Linked DNA regions of Mus musculus: all the other regions are linked to region 2. Evidence: chromatin contacts called from public HiChIP or PLAC-seq data. All regions are on one chromosome and are shown on one strand. Each heading gives the region's core, a stretch centred on a gene start, on an enhancer-like site or on the middle of the called end of the contact. The rest is flanking DNA. Distances are from core to core; before and after follow the strand shown.

Region 1 (3,940 bases), core at 1,225-3,724, 88 kb after region 2:
GTCTTTTGCTCTCATCTTGCATGCTTGAAATATAACGCTAAGCTGTTTTCCTACTTGTGGCCAAAAATATATCTCTGGTTGAGAAAGTTTCCTCTTACAAAGTTGACCTATTTCTCAGCTCAAGATTGGATGTGTCCTGCTTAGCACACAGTTGACAGTTAGGGAATGAGAATATAAAAGAATTAGAAGTGTCCAGAGGTATGAGTCAAGAAGCCAGTAGGACCAAGCCAAGGAGCTACTTCCTGACCAGTAGGGGCAGGCTCTGGAATGTCATAACTTCAGGACATCCCAGGCTGAGCACACACTGAAATGGCTCCCGCTCAAGCCTGCCATCTGTAGGGTTTCCAAAGAACAAGCAAAGAGCTTCGGACCCCATCCGGCAGGAGTGTCTGCGTTGGTTTACAGGAATCCCTGGTTTACATTGAATCCCTGGGCTTTGCCCTGTTCTGGCGTGTTTCTTAGAGGCTGTTGGATAGCTCATGAATACGTGCCTAGGCTAAGGATGGGCTTTCTTTTTCTTTGTTTCATGATTTCTGGAGAGACACGTTTTTCACTACGTAGCCCAAGCTGAACCCTAATTGCCAGTTTTCCTGCTTCAGCCTACTAGGCTAGAATTACAAGTATGTGCCTGTAATGAGTCATAAAGTATAATGCCATGGAGCACTGAGGACAAGTCAGCATACACCATAGATCATGGCCTGATGCTCTGGAAGGAGTGTGGGGTTGCTTCCTGCCACTACATGCTGGCCACAAAGACTGCCTGTGATTTGTTTTTTCCCTTACGGCATCTGTTTAACTGGTTGGGCTCACTAATACTTCCCATGACACTTTCTGAGACACTCAGACAGTCCTTAAGAACCACCAGTGCAGCTTTTGTGCCTATATACACAGTTCTGAATTGTTGGCTCTGACTCTGAGAAACACAGCCATACTCATAAGACAGGAGAAGCTAGAAGCTGGGAAGGACTCTAAAATGACAACATTTCTCAAAAGGGGAAACTGAGGAAGGCCTGGGGAGCAGCTCAGTGGGAGTGCATAGAGCAGAGGCTGCACACAGCACAGAGTGTCTACTCCCTGAACGTCTCTCAGTCATTGGACAGACACAACAGCCTTGTAGTTAAGTGCTGTGGGAAGAGTGAACGCTTAGACTTCTGGTCACATGCTCTTCAAGCAAGGTGATGGCCAGGTTTCAGCACCAGGGAACTGGCCACAAATCCTCCAGCTCTCTATCTTGTGTATTGTATGGATGCATCATCTGTCAATTTAAAGGCCTATGGCCTATAGGAAAGGGTAGAATAGAAGGAGAGACATCTGGGAGGCAGAAAGAGTTCTAGGAAAGAACCAGGCATGAGAGATTCACCTGGAAAGCTGTGACAAGATGAATGTGTGGGACCTGAGCACAGGTAAGCAGCCAATTGGCAGAGTGTTGATTAAAATAAATGGGATGTTTTAACTTATATCTAGCCAGAAAAGACTCCAGCTATATGGTCAAGGTCTCTGTAGATATATTTGGAGTCTGAGTCTTATTTCTGGGAGCATGGGAATGGGTGGGAGAACAGGACCCAACTAATACAGATGACAAAGGTTCTACTGACAAAACTCAAGTATCTTATGACATGAGCTGAGGTGAAGGTCATGGGTTACCCTCCAGACAGCACCTTGAAATGCAGCCCCTGCACAATGGCTGAACTAGACCCTTCAAGTCATCAGTGAGTAGCTAAGATTACAGGCCTGTGCAAGCAAGCCAGGCCAGAAGGGTGCGGGTGCGTTTTCAACACACTCCCTGGAAGTGATGTTCAGGACTGCTGTGTCAGACACTGTGCTGCACAAGCCATGCTCCATCCTTCGTCTCCTGCACCGTGGGGATGGATTGCTGTGGCACAGAGAGGCTATTACAGACAGTCTGCTGCCATCTCTGGTCTTAAGTTTTGCTTCTCCAGTCCTGAGGGTTGAGCATTTTTGGATATACAGTGGTATCAGTGATGCAACAGAGGGCACTAAGAATTACCCCTGTCCTCATGCATGTGTGCTGCATGTGCCTGTAGCTGCAGAGGCTCCAGGTCAACAGCAGATGTTATCCTCTTACAGCCCACCTTACTTCTGAGGCAGGGTCTCTCGCTGAGGTTGGAGCTTACCATTTGTGCTATACCCACTGGCGGCAGAGCGAACTCTCATGTCGTTTTACTCCCAGCACTGATCAAGGCTGGATTTTGTGTCCATGCCAGGGGTCCAAACCCAGTTCTCACGCTTGTGCATCAAGCACTTTACTGACTGAGCCATCTCTTAGCCACAGATCTGAGCTTTGGAAGTACTGTGAGCTATAAGAGGAGGATTTGGCTGGGAGACATTTATGAGGAAGAGTTCACTTTTCAAATAAAGAAGCAGAAGTTTGTTTTTGTTGTCTTGTTATTACTCTGAAAACAAAGGCTGAGTCAGCGAACCTCAGAAGCCAAATAAAGTGGGTGTGAAGCAATGCTCAGTTGAGTGTGACGGGAGCTAGCACTGGGCTCAGGAAGCGTCTGCAGGTGAATACCACATGCATCACAGCCGAGCTGCTGCAAAGTGCCCTGACTCCCACAGACGACAGCCAGGGATCGATGCCCCAGGAGAATGAGCGGTGGACAAACTGGGCGTCATCCCAGAGGATGATGGCTGTAGCTCCCTCACCTTCACAGTCTGCCATCCTGCATGGGGGATATGAGGCCAGCTCTGGATGGCCTCTGAGAGTACTGAGGGCTGGTGGAGTAGGAAGCCCTTCTCTGACAAGGCCATTAACACAAAGGCCCACAGGATTAAATAAAACATAAACTAGATGGGCTGGAAAGGTGGCTCTGTGGCTAAGAGTACACAGTGCCTCAGAGTTCAGCCATGCACCTATACCAGGTGTCCCACAACTTCCTGCAATGCCAGTCTAGGATGTCTGACACCCCTGGCCTCCATGACACAAACCCACACATAGACGCATTATTAAATATAAATCTGCTATTAATCACAAGGTAAGAGGCTGATGATATTGACTCATCTATGGTTCTGGTGGATTTCTCTGAAGACTGGAGTCCCAGCTGGTGTATAGCCTCCTCCTCGGGTTCTGGGAGCCTGGGTAAAGGAAGGTGATTGGTGCTGTCTGTGCACAGAGAGACACAGAGGATCAGTTTGCTGTGTCCCAGTGGCCTGGCAAGCAAACCTGTATCACTCCTGCTCCTCATAGAAAGCCAGCCTGAAAGCTGAGAAAAGCAACTTCTTGCTCGAGGCCTCCTCAGAAATCCTGACGCTCTGCCACCTTGGAACACTTCCTTCTGAAGATGCATTCTGAATGCCCACTGTGGGACACACAGAGAGACCCATGGAAGAGACACTGAAGTGCTCAATTTTGAGTAATGGTAGACAGAAAAATTCCTTCTAAGATGGGGCCGTAACTAAATTTGGAGGGAGAAAGGGTTGTAAGAAGAGGGGACCTGTTCCAGAAGCCTGGAAGCTGAGCGCTAAAGGACAGGACAGTGTCAGAGGAGACGGTAGATGAGGCTGTCAGTGTGTAGAACTCTCAAGGGAGGGGGACAGGGAGTGGTCGTGTGTGAGAGTTAACGGGGAGACTGCTGGCTCTGAGACTCATGCTCAAGTGGTAGTGGTATGGCTGTCCCCAGAACGATCCACTTTGCTGGTTCCAGAGTGAGGGTCTGGCCCCAGGACACCCTGGGCTCCTTCGGCTTCTCTCCCTTGCCATGTAAGCCACCCCTGCATCTGAGAGTGCCCTTGCTAGTCTTCCCGGAAGCATCCTGACCAGAACCTAGTTTTCAGATTATGAAGATGCTGAGGTTTTTAAGGGAAAAGAGATGACTTCATCCCTGCCCTCAGAGTCCTTTTCCGCCAGGTCAAATAAGCAAGCATGCAGCAAAAAAGGAAGGATCCCCAAATCCAATTGCATGCTTGCTGAGATGTCCCT
Region 2 (4,243 bases), core at 410-2,909:
GCCTCTGCCTCTGCCTCTGCCTCTGCCTCTGCCTCTGCCTCTGCCTCTGCCTCTGCCTCTGCCTCTGCCTCTGCCTCTGCCTCTGCCTCTGCCTCTGCCTCTGCCTCTGCCTCTGCCTCTGCCTCTGCCTCCTGAGAACTTCCCTAAGTTTTATATGAGAGTGACACACACAAATTTGTAACTGTCCGATGTGCATGCACAAATGGATAACAGGACAAAGAAGGATAAAGGTTCATAGGGGAGAATATTAAAACAGAAAAGATGAAAAAAATATTGGGTGTAATCTCAGAAGAGCTTGTGCATTGAAACTTGGGTACTGATGAAGCAGGGTGTGGTCATGGTGAGACCCCGTGTGCTGATGAAGCAGGGTGTGGTCATGGTGAGACCCCGTGTGCTGACGAAGCAGGGTGTGGTCATGGTGAGAAGATCCCGTGTGCTGATGAAGCAGGGTGTGGTCATGGTGAGAAGACCCCGTGTGCTGATGAAGCAGGGTGTGGTCATGGTGAGAAGATCCCGTGTGCTGATGAAGCAGGGTGTGGTCATGGTGAGAAGACCCCGTGTGCTGATGAAGCAGGGTGTGGTCATGGTGAGAAGATCCCGTGTGCTGATGAAGCAGGGTGCCGCCGTGGGTGAGAAGACCCCACGTAGTGAAGATGCTGATTCCTCCAGAGCTGCTGTGCTGGCTTAACACAGTTTCTCTCAAAATCTCAGCAAGAGTTTTTTGTAGACCTAGGCAAAATTATCCTAAAATGTATATAGAAAGACCAGGGCTAGAATAACTCTAACAATTGTGAAGGAGCTGAACAAGTGGCATCGAAAGAAGGATGAACATCAGAGGAATCAGATAGAAAGTCAGAGCTGAGTCATACAAGATACTCACTCACCTGAGGATAGATAGACCCAAAAGCACTTACATGAAAGAATAAATAAGAGGAAATACTGATAAGTAAGATGTCTCTAAAACCTGCCTAGCAGAAAACCTTGTTAGGGGTTTGAAAAGACAAGCTACAGAGTGGAAGAGAATAATTGTAAAGCCTGTTTGCAAAACAGAGGGCTAGGGAAACTCCAGCAACAGGAACAGGAAGTGATGCTGTTAGAGCATACTCACGGGTATATGGCCTGGAGGGGTAACTTAGCACTCACCTCGCATGCTTAATGTTCTGGATTCTATTCCACACAACACAAGGGCACTGTGAGAAAGAAGAAATGGGCCAAAGGAATAGACATTTTATTAAAAGTGGGGGGTATACAGGACCTCAAGTATATTTTGTTGACCCATTTAATGCTAGTAAAGTTGTTTTTTGTTTTTTTTTGTTTTTTTTTTTTTTGCTTATATTGGTAGCATATATTTAAGCATTGTAAAGTATAATAGAAACTCCAGATTTCTAACTTCTCTTAGGAAGAAATAGAAAATTCACTCCCAAAATACTTCCCCAAATCATAACTGTCTAAGGGTTGCTCTTCCATGGAAGGCTTGTGCTCCTCCGCACTGTCCCCATCAGTGTCAGGTAACATTCTGAGACACTGAAAGGAAACAGGAGCCAGCAGCTACATTTTTCTCCTTCCCCTTGTGGGAGGCTATCTTCTTTATTGTTACAATTACTGTAACATTTCTTGCTAAAGATTTCCTAGTGGTTTCTCTGGGGTTTCAACAGAAGGCTTGTGGCTGATTATAGTTCGTGTCTTACATGATTTGGTTCGTGTAAGAGGAAATGTTTCCTCAGTGTCTGATTTTCTAATGAGCCATTTTAGTTCTATAACTCAGAGCCTCCCACCCGACCGACTCTTGCTGGTCTCTCTTCTTAGGGGACCCGAAGTGGAAAGACTTTCCTGGGTTTTATTAACTCGGTCTAAAGGGGTTAACACAAAGGAAATAGAAGAACGTTACAGAAGGAATTTACTATGGTGGCCATGATTAATAAGCTATTCTGATTGAGAAACTTGGCAACACTTAGCACATTTTGTTACAAAGTAGACATCAGAAGTAAAGCCATTATGTTTGATATTGAACTCCCAAGTAACTTGGTATTTTCTAAGCACAATAGTATTGCGTACTATGGTACAGTTAGACAGGCTGTTTGTCTGAGCAAGGAGTATATGGCAGAACTAAAAGGAAAGTAGATGGTTAGTGCAGGATTGAAGGATGGCCAGAGTCCATGACTGTAATAGCCTTTCAGGCTACCTAGAGAAGTGGCTTCCGTGTTCTATTTGGCTTTTCCCATGGATCCAAAGTAAGAATGGAGGACTAGGGATATAATCAGTAGGCGAGCACTTGTCTCACGTGGTTAAGACCTCAGGTTCCACTCCTAGCCCTGTCATAGGTACTAGGATAAGGTGGCCACTAGAGAGATCTCTCAGATGTTAGGACTTGCGGCTCTTGCAATGGACTGGAGTTTAGCTCCCAATGCCTACACTGAGTGACCCACAATTACCTAGTGTCAGCTCCAGGAGCATCCAACACTGTCTTCTGGATTCTCTGGACACTTGTAATACACAGATGTGAGGGAGGGAAGAGTGGGGGAGGAGGGAGGGAGGGAGAGAGAAAGGCAGGGAGGGAGGGAGGGAGGGAGGGAGGGAGGGAGAGCTTGGTTATAAAGGTGGCTTTCTGAGGTGAGGCTGGGCCTCAGCACCCTGCATATGCTGACCTCCCCAAATGTGGAAACAACCACTGCATAATTTATGGTATTGGGGGGCTGCTCCCCTATTATTATGAAAAGAAAGAAATATTTAGCAAAGAAAAGAAATTTACATAAGGAAAAGTAGAAAGAGAAAGAAAGAGATGGAAAAATGAAAGTGCTACTTGGGATTAAAGCTCGCCATCTGGCTGCTAATTTATGTGATTGCTGTTGGAAGGAGAGGTTCTAGTGACCTTATGCCCCAGCATCTGTAAGAAAGAGGATAAAGGAGTGGGTGAAAGGAGTGGAATGGAGGCAGGGGTGAGGGTCTGAGTGTGAAATCTAGAGCTGAACTGTTGGAATTGTCTCTGTCTCTCACTGTCCTAGCTCTGACCTCTCCATGCTTCAGTTTTCTCCTCTGTGAGTGGGAATCACGCAGTCTCCGTAGGAGGGCGATGTTGTCAGAGAATGCAGTAGTGCCCGGTGCGTTGTCAGCCACAGCACTGGCTGCTGGAGAGGACAGGCACAGGCTCAAGAATGGCAGAGGCTCGCACTTGACAGAGCCATGCTTGGGCTTGGGACTTTGTCATCCGTGAGTTTTTCCTGATGTCTCAGTAGAACACCTATTTCTGCCTTTAGATATTTGTCCTGACTTAGCCTATGTGCTAAACTCAGATAGCTCAGTGTGTTCAAGACACACCAATTCGTAGCATAGAAAGAATACTTTGGCAAGACCTTGGCCAGGAAAGAGACCTAAGGTTTTATTTGTTCATTCCTAAGGCCCAGCAAAGAGAAGTCTCCCACATACAAGGAATTAGTTGACTGGCCTCAGCTTTTGCTGTTTTGTTTGGAGAGTACGGTTGTTTTGGAGTACTGTTGCTGCTGTTGTTGTTTGGAGACATTCTTACTTAGGCTGGCTTTAAACTGTAGCCCAGGCTGAGTTAGGCTCAGAGCACCCCCTCCAGCAGTCTCTTCAGTGCTTACTCATAGCTCCTGCCTTAGCATCAAGTCTTTTCAGATATTTGTTTTTAAAGTATCATTAATAATAGATTTTAAAGTTTTGAAGTTGATTTTAAATAGGTTATATTCACTTTGCCAGAATAAACAGGTACATGAAAAAATATACAACTAAATAATGTATGCCCAGAAAACCGTAGAACTACGCGATGTATACAAATAAGATACAACTAAATAACGTATACCAAAACCATATATACCACCCCCTCCAAAAAAACCCATATATACCACCCCTCCAAAACCCATATATACCACCCCCTCCAAAACCCATATATACCACCCCCTCCAAAACCCATATATACCACCCCCTCCAAAACCCATATATACCATCCCCTAAAAAAAAAAAAAAAAAACCTCGACCATAGCCAGCAGAAACCTTCCATGGTTTTAATTTTGAGTGTTCAGAGCCCTTTATAGCAGTGGACCTGTACAGGTGGTCTGGATCTTCACGGATCTATTTCCTGTTTCATGAGCTTGATGGTTGTGGGACCACAGGCACCAGAGCAGTGATGCCCAAGTCTGAGAGGCTGGAGTCCCATCTCAGGGAGCTGCCCTTCCTCCTCTCCCAGAGCTCTGCTGAGCTCATCCGAGTCTGTTTCGGATGTAAAGAA
Region 3 (4,154 bases), core at 1,001-3,500, 78 kb before region 2:
ATTGTTGGAAGAAGGAGAACTGATTTTCTTTAGGGAGGCAGACCCTGGGAAGCTACCTGAGCCATTTGTGGAGGAATCACCCTGTGCACGTATTCGCAGCACTAAGTTGACTCAGTGAGTATAAAAAGAAAAGCGCGTGGGGCGGAGAGGGGAAAGTGGTGCCTTGGGAGTCGGGCGGAGAGGAAGTAGAGCAGAAGGAACTCAGGGTAGATTCGATTCAAACTCACTTTAGGACACTTTATGCTTTTCAGAAAGGTCATTGAGGAAGACAAGAGAGCTGTTTAAAATATTGATTGGAAAACAACTATGAGTATGGAAAGTTGCACTTCTAAATCTAAACACACTTTCAAACTTTCCAATGCCTTGAAAAGAGCTAGATTGGCGATCCTAAAATGAAAAATTATCTTAATGAGTTACAAATTTAGAAAGAGATTCTCCAGTTGTGTCTAATTTAACTTGATAGTTAAGTGTTCCAAAAATATATCTTTAAATTCCTGCTGCAAAAATGTACATAGTGATGCTTAAATTAAAATGACTTTTAGAGTTAGGCACATGCTACGTGTCTTCTTGGTCACCTTTCTCTTTCCTTTCTGTGTATAACCAATGGTTGGATGAGTATTGATAATTTTTTAACCATATTTCTTATTTAATTTAGTTGTTTATATTAAAGGATAATTTAATTAACTCTTTGAAATGTCTTACTCTTTTATGAGTTATATTCTTTTGAATTTTATTTCATTTACATTAAGGTTTAGTAATAGCTGATTGACAAGGTTTAGATGCTACTCTGGTAATGGCAGAAATAAAATACATTATTTCAAATATTCAAATGTCCCCCTTCTTGGGTTTTATTTCTAATTTAACAACACCAAAAGTTCATCATCTCCAACCTTTAAAAACATGAAAATTTGAGACAAATGATTAGAGAAAAGATTTGACTGTGTATTTAACAACATACAACTGATGCCGCCACTAAGACTGGGGATTAGTGAGGACAGGGTTTGGTCCAGGAGACAGTGATGGGGGATTTGAGACCAGTTACTGTTGTGGATGGCCCTGGGGCTAATTATATTTGATGTTAATTCTGTTCTCCAGTGAGTAGCCTCTAACAAGCAAAGAGTCAACACTCAGGTGATTTCCAGTAAACCTGCTTCCCACCTTAATTTGTAAAATAAAGGAGAGCTGATGATTGGGCAGATAAAAGGGAAGGTGGTGGTGGAGAAAATGGAAGAGGGAGAGGACGCAGAGGAGGAGGAAGAAGAAAAGCAGAGCAGAAGCACATGGCCTGGAGAAACCGCAAGTTCTAAGGGGTCTCATAAGCTGTAGAAGATGGTAGTGTAACGGTAGATCTGCCCAATCTAGGCTCACAGCATGTATTCATACTAATTGTGTTGTGTTTTCCTTGCCGGGGTGTATTTGGGAGGAGATTTACCGCAACAGGTTACTGTAAAACAAGATTCTTACTCAACTTCTCTATCACAAGCAATCTGGTAGGGCAAAGGGAAGCCATCTTTCTGAGGGTGGATGCTGTGTGTCACAGGTCTTTGGCTGCATCCAATTTCATAATTTATTGCACCAGCTTGTTTTGAAGCTTTCAAACAGTCCTCTCCCTCATTGCTAACACTTGCCCTGGTTTTAGAAACAAGCAAACAGGGAAGTTGTCACCCTTTTTAAATTGTGTGCTTTCCTCACCTTCCTTGTTCCCCAGGTTTCTCCCCCTTTGAGAACCAGCTGGCTGCTCTTAAAACACCACCCACATCACAGCCCATGTTCTGAAACTCCACCAAAGGTGGCCTACCCAAGTTCTGGTACCTGGCACTGGCTGTAGCCGAGTGGGAGATGCCATCCCCAGCAGTGGCAAAGTCCTTTTAGTCCCAGCACCACACACAAGTATCAATAAGAACAATAACAGCAAAAAAACCCTCATATAACAGTGGCCAAGGGTTAGATCCAATAGCCAATAATAGCGTTTTCTCCCCCAAAAGATTTCTAGGATTTAAATCATCTTCTCGGAGACAAATGAAATCCAGATCAGGGCTCAACAGCAGACACAGCAACCTTGGAAGAGGGGAATATGGCTGCAGAACTTGAGAGCTTGCATAACTAATAGCAACAGCAATGGCCACTCCTGCCAGGGGCCCTTTCATCCCAACCCCAGAAAAGGCAATGAATGATTAGAGAGAGGGAGAGGATGCAACTCTGCCAGATAGGGAAACCGCTGTGGCTCAAGCCCTCCTCGCTGCAGTCCGTTTCTGTTTTGTTTTCTCCTCCCCAAACACTTCCCTATTTACCCCGTAAACCAGAATGGACTAGAACATTCTCTGGAGGAGTTTACCTGTCTCACAGGCTCTTTATTACTAAAGCCCACTTCCTTGTCATAAACGTAAGAAGCAATGAGATAACAGAATGTATGTCCTTAAACTTTGCCACCTTAAAGGACTCTCCAGTGCTCTCCTCTCCCTCAATTCCTTGATGTCAATAAAGCCATCCAACTGTTCTAATCATACAGAAAAGAAGCATCCTCCATAGTCATTATTGAGAGAGAAGCATAATTGAGTGGTCTATTTCTAGCCCTAAATTGCTGTGTAAAAAGAATAGAGAAGAAAGACCATTTTTGCCAAAGCCCTGAATCCAAGCAAGAAATGACAGTATGCCTCCCTCTCTCTTTCAATCTCTCTCTGTCTCTCTGATTCTCTCTCTCTGTGTCTTTCTCTCTGTCTCTCTCTCTCTGTCTCTCTCTCTCTGTCTCTCTCTCTCTGTCTCTCTGTCTCTCTGTCTCTCTCTCTCTCTCTCTCACACACACATACACACACACACACACACACACACACACTTGTTAACATGGTCCATGGCTAGTAATCCTATCAGGAGTTTCTGACAGAAAATTGACACATCAGAGACATGAGCATGCATTAATACTGGCCCCCCACCCCCACCCCTGAAGCCTAAAGTACAACACAGCAGCTAATCTGATGGGAGAGTGGGAGCCCTGGGAATGCCATCACAGTTTGAGACCACTCTGCTATCTTCCTACCTTTGTATTCAATAGCTCTCTGAGCTGAGCGCTCTATAGACTCAGAGAAAAACAGATGAGTTTCTGAATGCACACAGCCTTTCTGATGTTCTTAAAACAGTGTGCCTCCCCCTTTGATTCTTTCCTGATTTATTTTCCAACTCCAAAAGGTCAAGTTATTCATGATTCATGAAAAAAAAAATTCTTGATCTTAGAATATGAGCCATTGGAGTTCTGTTTAGGAAAGTTCCCCCTGTGCCAGTGAGTTCAAGGCTCTTTCCCACTTTCTCTTCTATTAGATTCAGTGTATCTGGTTTTATGTTGAGGTCCTTGATCCACTTGGACTTGAGCTTTGTGCAAACTGACAAATATGGGTCTATTTTTCATTTTTCTACATACAGACAGCCAGTTAGACCAGCACCATTTACTGAAGATGCTTCCTTTTCTCCATTTTTGGAGTCTTTGTCAAAGATCAAATGACCACAAGTGTGTGGTTTTATTTCTGGGTCTTCAATTCTATTCCATTTATCAATGTGTCTGTCTCTGTACCAATACCATGCAGTTTTTATCACTATTGCTCTGTAGTAAAGCTTGAGGTCAGAAATGGAGATTCCCCCAGCCGTTCTTTTATTGTTAAGAATTGATTTCACTATGCTAGGTTTCTTGCCTTTCCAGATGAATTTGAGAATCGCTCTTTCCATGTCTTTGAAGAATTGTGTTGTGATTTTGATGGGGATTGCACTGAATCTATAGATTACCTTTGGTAGGATGGCCATTTTTACTATGTTAAATCTGCCAATCCATGAACATGGGAGATCTCTCCATTTTCTGAAATCTTTGATTTCTTTCTTGAGAGACTTGAAGTTATTGTCATACAAGTCTTTCACTTATTTGGTTAGAGTTACCCCAAGATATTTTATATTAGTTTTGACAATTGTGAAGGGAGTTGGATCCCTAATTTCTTTCACAGACTGTTTATCCTGTGTATAAAGGAAGGCTACTGATTTATTTGAGTTAATTTTATACTGGCCACTTTACTGAAGTTGTTTATCAGCTGGAGAAATTCTCTGATAGAATTATCATCGATCAAGAATTGATAAACGGGTCCTCATAAAACTGAAAAGCTTCTGTAAGGCAAAGG

Evidence for each region. HiChIP or PLAC-seq counts read pairs in DNA pulled down with a chosen protein or histone mark.
Region 1: an H3K27ac HiChIP or PLAC-seq map of microglia shows a contact between it and region 2, with 3 times the contacts expected there. The contact joins two enhancer-like sites. A contact is called at or near these places in 3 of 15 datasets of contacts at CTCF or cohesin (CD8 T cells, the NIH/3T3 cell line and large pre-B cells), 6 of 484 Hi-C or Micro-C datasets (Th1 cells, bone marrow-derived dendritic cells, embryonic stem cells and 3 more), 2 of 115 datasets of contacts at active chromatin or transcription factors (bone marrow-derived macrophages and microglia) and 1 of 9 other capture datasets (embryonic stem cells).
Region 3: a contact with region 2 is called in an H3K27ac HiChIP or PLAC-seq map of microglia, with 5 times the contacts expected there. The contact joins two enhancer-like sites. A contact is called at or near these places in 1 of 15 datasets of contacts at CTCF or cohesin (CD8 T cells), 2 of 484 Hi-C or Micro-C datasets (neutrophils and uterus) and 4 of 115 datasets of contacts at active chromatin or transcription factors (the HPC-7 cell line, bone marrow-derived macrophages, effector CD8 T cells and 1 more).

The regions. Positions count from the first base shown.
Region 1 is chr3:9,712,170-9,716,109 of GRCm38.p6, reverse strand. All of the region lies in intron 3 of Pag1 (phosphoprotein associated with glycosphingolipid microdomains 1), which reads left to right. Among named protein-coding and RNA genes, the nearest start is that of Gm33169, 51 kb to the right of the region's middle. Within about 2 kb of position 2,474, at least 5 of the 459 cell types and tissues checked have an H3K27ac peak or open chromatin away from gene starts, as enhancers often do. A contact at or near this core is called in microglia, where this site is marked.
Region 2 is chr3:9,798,682-9,802,924 of GRCm38.p6, reverse strand. All of the region lies in intron 1 of Pag1 (phosphoprotein associated with glycosphingolipid microdomains 1), which reads left to right. Among named protein-coding and RNA genes, the nearest start is that of Pag1, 33 kb to the left of the region's middle. Within about 2 kb of position 1,659, at least 35 of the 459 cell types and tissues checked have an H3K27ac peak or open chromatin away from gene starts, as enhancers often do. A contact at or near this core is called in microglia and neutrophils, where this site is marked.
Region 3 is chr3:9,877,072-9,881,225 of GRCm38.p6, reverse strand. It overlaps Gm33273 (a long non-coding RNA gene), which reads left to right. Exons shown (of 3, transcript XR_387542.3): 3 at 1-598. Among named protein-coding and RNA genes, the nearest start is that of Gm33273, 6.1 kb to the left of the region's middle. Within about 2 kb of position 2,250, at least 32 of the 459 cell types and tissues checked have an H3K27ac peak or open chromatin away from gene starts, as enhancers often do. A contact at or near this core is called in microglia and neutrophils, where this site is marked.